Regions from separate parts of the Gossypium hirsutum genome. Here region 1 is linked to region 2. Evidence: chromatin contacts called from public Hi-C data. All regions are on one chromosome and are shown on one strand. The core of a region is the stretch at or near the end of the contact, and the rest is flanking DNA. Distances in the headings are between cores, read along the strand shown.

Region 1 (3,378 bases), core at 598-3,097, 47 kb after region 2:
TTGTTGGTTTTTATGACCTTAATCCTCATTGGTTTGTACAGAAAAAAAAAGAGGTGACTTTTAAAATTTTAATTTTAAAATTATTTTAATTAAAAATAATTAATTTTGAAGATAAAAAAGATAAAAAGTTGAAGATTAAAAAAAAAAAGAAAAACCCTTTTTGGCTATTTAACCTCAGGTCCTTGGAGCATTAATTAAAATAAAAATTATTGACAAAAATGACACGTATGATAGGGTTATGTGTCTTGACAAGTCAATAATTAACAAATGACAGTAAAGTTCGGTACAAAATTAATTTTTTGAAAGTTTAGGTACTGCATTAGAAGATTTGACAAAGCCCGAATACCAAATATGATATTATCCCATAAAAACTAATAGTAAAAGTATCATAGAGGTCATTGTATTAGGAGTTAGATTGCATTTTGACCCATTTATTCAAAAAATGGTAAATTAATCTTTATACGTTAAGTTAAAAGAATAAACTGGTTCTTTCTATTAAAAATTTCATTCATTTTTGCTCTTAAAATTTGATGTAGTTGACGGAATAACCAGAAAGTTACATTTAACGTGCCACGTGTACGTCATGTTGATGCACATGAATCGATTTTTAATAGTTGAAATTGATAAAATTTTTAATAGAATGACCAACTTGCACTTTGATCTAATGTACAAGGGTTAATTTGCCCAATTTTTCGTAAAAAGAGTAAAATACAATCTGATTCCTAATATAAAAACCTTTGTGATAAATTACCAAAAACTAACATATAATGGAAATTGCACCACGACATTTGAACTTTATTATTTTAACCAAATTCTCATTATTTTACAATTTTTTTTAAAAACATTATTTGTTTTTCACTCGCGCGCCATAATCTATTTATTTATATTATTAATAAAAATATTGACTGAGTTAATGTCACAAGTTAATTAGGTACCAATTCGTTTAAAAAATAACTAATATACTCATTTATTAAATGACTACTATTACTATTTTGATGACCTATTTATTATTTCATACATTTATATAGTTTTTAAATAAAAAACTAAAATTAATATGTTTAAGAGTTGAATATGCGTTTAATGGATTTATAAATAAATTATTTATCACTACACTAATAATAATTCTAAAGTAACTTTTAAAAAAATATTAAATTTTAACATAAAATGTTTTCTCTCATCAGGTTTTGGTCATGTGGACATACGTGTGTATAAATAATGTCACTAATTGTGTTGGTATAATAAGTCAACCTGATATTTAATTTTTAAAAAATAAAAATTTAATATTGAATTTTCTTTCACTAACTTGATAACTTTTTAACTTGTTATAGAAAAATATCAATACTATGATAAATAATTGGAGTGCATTACCTATTTAAAATATCTTTTATTCATAAGTTCATTTTTATTTTAATTCTGTACATATTGCATATATGTTGTTAGTCAACTCGACACTAACTCATAATTGATTATAACAACATGCACAATTATAGTGCATTTAGTATTATTTATTTGATGTGTTTATATGATTAATTTTTTTATACAATATTAGGGGTAGGGGATAGGAGTAACACGGTTTAATTCCGTGCCAAATGAGTGTCTAACAAGAGTTTTAATCGCTGCTCTATTTAAGTTAACATGTGTTATTATGACCGGTTGTTATTTTGATATAAATATCCACATTTTAAATCCGTAAGTGCAAGATTAAATAAATTAAATAATAATTATCATTAAAAAAAAGGATGATGTAACAAGTTAATGAAATGCAACGAAGCAGGACTGACGTCATCACTATCCAGCCAGAAGTTGAACTAGACTCGAACAAAATCTAAGGGTTACAAGGTAATTTCAGTTACTACAAGTGTCGGTTACCTGCTTTTGCTTGGCCAAATTTCATGCGAAGTCCCTGCACTATGCGCATCTGAGTCTCATTATTATAATTTGATCCTTTTTAATTCATTTATTTTTTTGAAATATGTATTTTCAATATTGAGGTTAATGTTTTTCCTTAATTATGTTAGATGAATTGATATGTTTTTTTAAACATGTGATGACGTAATACATATACTTAGCAATTTTATATAGTTGAACAAATTTTTTGCACATTTAAAAAAATATAATAATTGTCAAATTATACGAAAAAAAAGTTGGTCTATATGTTGCATCATGATATATTTAAGAAAAAAATTGATCCAATGTCAAATTACTTGAAGGAATTCACACAAAAAACTACATTTTGAACAACAAAACATTTAGAAATGATAAAATTATAGTACAAAGATTAATATAAATCAGGGACCATTCATGGGAATTTACCTTTTTGTTTTTAAATGTCCGAGCCACTGTTCCAAAAATGTTTACCAATTTTTGCAGGTGCGCTTTATTTGGCGGGTACGAAATAAATAATAAATAATATATAAATAAAATAATCAAACAAGGCTAAAATTAAAAAAAAACAACCCTCCGAAAATCAAACCGTACGGTATTTTTAGAGAGCGAAAGAAGCAAAGCTCACACATAGTGAAAAGGATTCTCTTTTCTCTCTTCTTCTTCTTCTTAGCAAATTTCAGCTCTCGATTGAGCTCTTTTCGATCTTTCTAGAACATTCCATTTATCTCCGTTGAACCTTCCATTTTCTTTTTTTGTTTGATTTTTTTCCGGCGAAGTCGGTAAGGTTATTATTGTTCTACGGACCACCCTCGCCCCCACCCACACAATCAAATCCCGTTTCGATGGAGTTGTACGGTCGTAACCCGACTCGTAATGGGTCTCAATCCGGTTATCAACCCGAATGGAGCCCCGCTGGGCCCGAAACTGGACTGGAAGGTATTTTTTTCCGTTCATTTCAATGTGTATGGATTTTTTCTTTTCCTCTTTCTACTCGCATTGTGATGATGTTTCTCTGTTAAAGCTTGTTTTAGGGTTTTTTTTTTCGATTAATAATGCGGAGAGTGAATTAGGGTTTTATTCATGTTTTTTTGTTGTGGTACAGAATCGAGGTGGCAATTGTCGGTGAGGGGCGTCGAATCGTACCCGGAACGGCTCGGGGTGACTGATTGTGTTTACTACATGCGAACGGGGTTTTGTGGTTACGGTAATAGTTGCCGTTACAATCATCCCCGCAACCGTGCCGCGGTAAAATTTTCAATCATTAGTTTATTTAGTTTTGTATGCAATTTTTGGTTCAGCATTGAAATGTTATTGAATAATTTGTCTGAGAATTTTACTTTCACTGGTGACAATGGGGTGTAACTAAATGAACTTAGTATTAAGAACAATGGAAGTGAACAATGCGGTTTAATCATGGTACATTTTGATAATAATAGTGCATAACTGAAGCAACATCGAAAGAAAACTCTTATATGGTAGTTATTATTGTCA
Region 2 (3,374 bases), core at 219-2,718:
CAATTCAAAAACCCTAAAACCATTCATGCACCACTACCAAAAACAAAAATAATTATTTATGATCATGCTAGACACATTGCACAAAAAAATTATCTTCCCTTAATTAGATGCTTGATTATGATTATCATCTAAAAGAATTAATAAGACAAGGAGACTATATAAGGTAACTAATGCACATGAATCTTACTCTCTAACTTCCAATTACAAAATCCCCAAGGTTATATTCAACATTACCACAATAAAACATCACCAACCTTACATCAAAACAAAAGTGAAAAGAATGTCACTTGAATCTCACTTAGCTAACTTCCAATTATGAATGTTACATTCAAGATTACCATAATTATACAAGGAAGCAAAGTTATGAGCATTGAACCCAGTGTTTGCTCCTGCAAAAGGTGTGTGAGTTGTAACAAAAAATATATATATGTGCATTGCCTTCTCCGGTAAACATGTGTCTAACTCGCATCTAACAACTCGAAAACCATAAAATTATGAATACACCACTACATACACACTAAACAAAACCCTTCATTTATGACCACGTTACACATGTAGTAGAAAACAATTCTATTCACCTAATTAAACCTCTTAAAAGCTAAATTCTTTAGATACGTACATCATAAACCACACAAAACTAGCAATATTGGAATAAAAAATTAAAAGCCAATCATAAGTTATAAAGAAAGTAACACAAACGGTAAAAACATTTAAACTGAAATTATAATACAAATGAAGAAATAAAAACGAGTCAAAACAATATAAATGAACATAGAATTTTTTTTTTTTTAAATGAAAGCCAGCTTTTTGCAGATCAGAGGAAATAAGAAGCACCAAGTTTGCTTACAATGTAAGAGAGAGAAGATAGATCATTCTTGGGGCCGAATGTGTCATCATAAGCATCGTCATTGTCATTATTTGAACAGGCCTCTCCTTCTTCAAGCTCAGTCTCTTCCATTTCTCTTGCACCAAAACCTAATCCTAGCCCCTTCCTCGTATCGTTACACCCTAACGAAATCATTCAAAAAAAAGAGAGAACATTTTTTTTAAGAAAAAAGGAGAGTAAATCTGACCTGAATTATCAAATTCTCAAACGTAGTTTTCTATTATTCGAATCCCACGAGTCTTTTTCCCTACCATTTTGAACAACTCCCTAAAACCCACCATGAGGAAAGGGGCTCTTCTACCCTAATTTCCATAAAAAATAAAAACAAAAAACTCGATCACAAATTCAAACACCTAATCAAAATTTTAGAATGGTTCAATTTCCGAAAAGAATAATAAAGCGATTTAAACTCAAGGATCTCCTCGAATTTTATTGTTTCGTAGGGAAATTTTTTGGTTCTTTTTTTTCGATGCGATCTCTTTTAGCTGGAATCAATTAGCACGTAAGAAAATGAGAGAGAGAAAGAGAAACTCTCTCTGGTTTTGGTGTCAAAGAAGCCGCCTTTTATTTGCTTGTTTATTTATTTTTATTTCTCTTCTCTCCTTCTTCGTCGTTTTTTGTTTTGATCATTTCTAAGTATTTTTACTTTTCAAGTTGTATATTTTAGGTTTTTTATTTGAATATTAAAAAAAATATTGTGGTGGTTGATCTTGAAATCCGATTAAATTGGTTAATTGGATTAAAAACGGATCAATATAATTATTTAAACAAAAAAATTTGAACCAACTATTTAAAAGTTGTAAAAAGAAAATCTAAATCATTGCTTCAATTTTTAAAACATTAAATATATTTGTAAGTTATTAATTATTTGCAATTAACATAAGTTAGCCTTTCTTTGGATTAGGTTTTCTCTGTTAATCTAAATTTAGACGATTTGGAAGACGACCCTATTTCAGGATAAGAGGAGATTGACGAAGGAGACGATGACTTCAGGCTCTGCTTAGTAGGCAAGGTGCTAACTAGAGGTGCTCATTGGCCGGGCCGGGTTCGGGTCGAGCCCATAAAAATATTCGGCCCGGGTCCTAGTCCTGGGCCTGGCCCGGCTTGAAATATGAGCCTGAAATTTTATCCAGGCCCGGCCCGGGAAAAAATCATAAGCTCAGGCCCGGCCCGACCCGGCCTATTTTTTTAATAAATACTAAAAATTTATTTTAAAAATTAAAAAAAATTATTTTAAAAAGTATTTTAAAAATATTTTAAAATTTAAAAAAAATTTAAAAATAAATATATTTATTATATCGAGCCGGGCCCGGGCCAAAAAAGTGGTGCCCGAGGCCCAGCCTGTTTTCTAAACGGGCCTCATTTTTTTGCCCAAGCCCATATTTCGGGCCTATATTTTTATTCAAACCCTCTCATATTTCGAGCGGGCCGTCGGGCCGGGCCGGGCCGCCCGGCCCATGAGCACCTCTAGTGCTAACAGATAGTTCAATCCACTTCCCATCCTTAAGAAATGTTCTGTCTGAATTGTGGCATCCTATTGAAAAGGTTACCATATCAGAGATTGAGGAAAAACATATTCTATTTCGATTCTACAATAAAGTTTATTTAAAAAGGTTGATCAATGGTATTCATTTGTTCTTTAATCGACACCTAATAATATTTCATAAATTAATGAGAGGGGAGGATCCGTTACTTGTTCCCCTTACATTACACAACTTTTTTGTGCAAATACATGATTTACCATTGGGTTCAATGTCGGAAGGCATGGCAAGACAATTGGGCAACTTTATTGGGGAACTTTTGGATTATGATACAAAGATTCTAATAAAGGGTTTACGGAAGATCATGCACATCAAAGTATGTTTGGATGTCCGAAGCCCCTTAAAAAGAAAGAAACGAATAGTGTATGGCAAAGATAAGTCAACTTACGCTACTTTTCAATATGAAAAGACTTTCTCTATTTTGTTTTCTGTGTGGCCATCTAGGGCACGACGAAAGTTGCTGTCCTCTCCGTATTTCGTTGAGATCTCAATAAGTTGAATTTGGTTGGGATATTTCTTTAAAAGCGGCACCAAGGAGGGAATCGAAAACTGTAAGTAAGTGGCATCGAAAGGAACCAAAAGAGGTGATCAAGAGCGACATGGATGATGGGTGTCGAATCCACCAACATAAACCTACGCCTTAGTTTGCAAATTATGCAGTATAGAGAGTAGGGCCGATCCCTCAGAGACTGGTTTATTGTAAACTGTTGCTCGCTTGACCAGATTTATGTCGGGGCAGCTGTCGTGCCCAAGACGTTTGGGGGAGGATAAAATCGAAAACTTGGAACCTGAAATAAATAAATAAAATGCGTAAAAAGTAAAAGTTGAAGACAAAATAATAAAAATAGTTAAATAAAATATGTAAGAGAATTAATTTAAATAAGCTCAGCCTTAGGCACGATTTTCCCTCGTCTTTGAACCGATCCTCGAAATTAAATGAACTCCTC

Evidence for each region. A called contact is a pair of places that touch in the nucleus more often than the background predicts.
Region 1: a Hi-C map of leaf shows a contact between it and region 2, with 2.6 times the contacts expected there. The contact joins the enhancer-like site here to the promoter of LOC107917412 in region 2. A contact is called at or near these places in 19 of 34 Hi-C or Micro-C datasets (anther, callus, cotyledon and 4 more).

Annotation. Positions count from the first base shown.
Region 1 is chrD08:5,356,119-5,359,496 of Gossypium_hirsutum_v2.1, forward strand. It overlaps the pseudogene LOC107953204. Among protein-coding and RNA genes, the nearest start is that of LOC107956517, 27 kb to the right of the region's middle. Within about 2 kb of position 1,848, at least 6 of the 9 cell types and tissues checked have an H3K27ac peak or open chromatin away from gene starts, as enhancers often do. A contact at or near this core is called in fibers, hypocotyl and leaf, where this site is marked.
Region 2 is chrD08:5,309,741-5,313,114 of Gossypium_hirsutum_v2.1, forward strand. LOC107917412 (cysteine-tryptophan domain-containing zinc finger protein 3) reads right to left here and starts at 1,469. Exons shown (of 14, transcript XM_016846767.2): 1 at 848-1,469. The coding sequence starts at 1,021.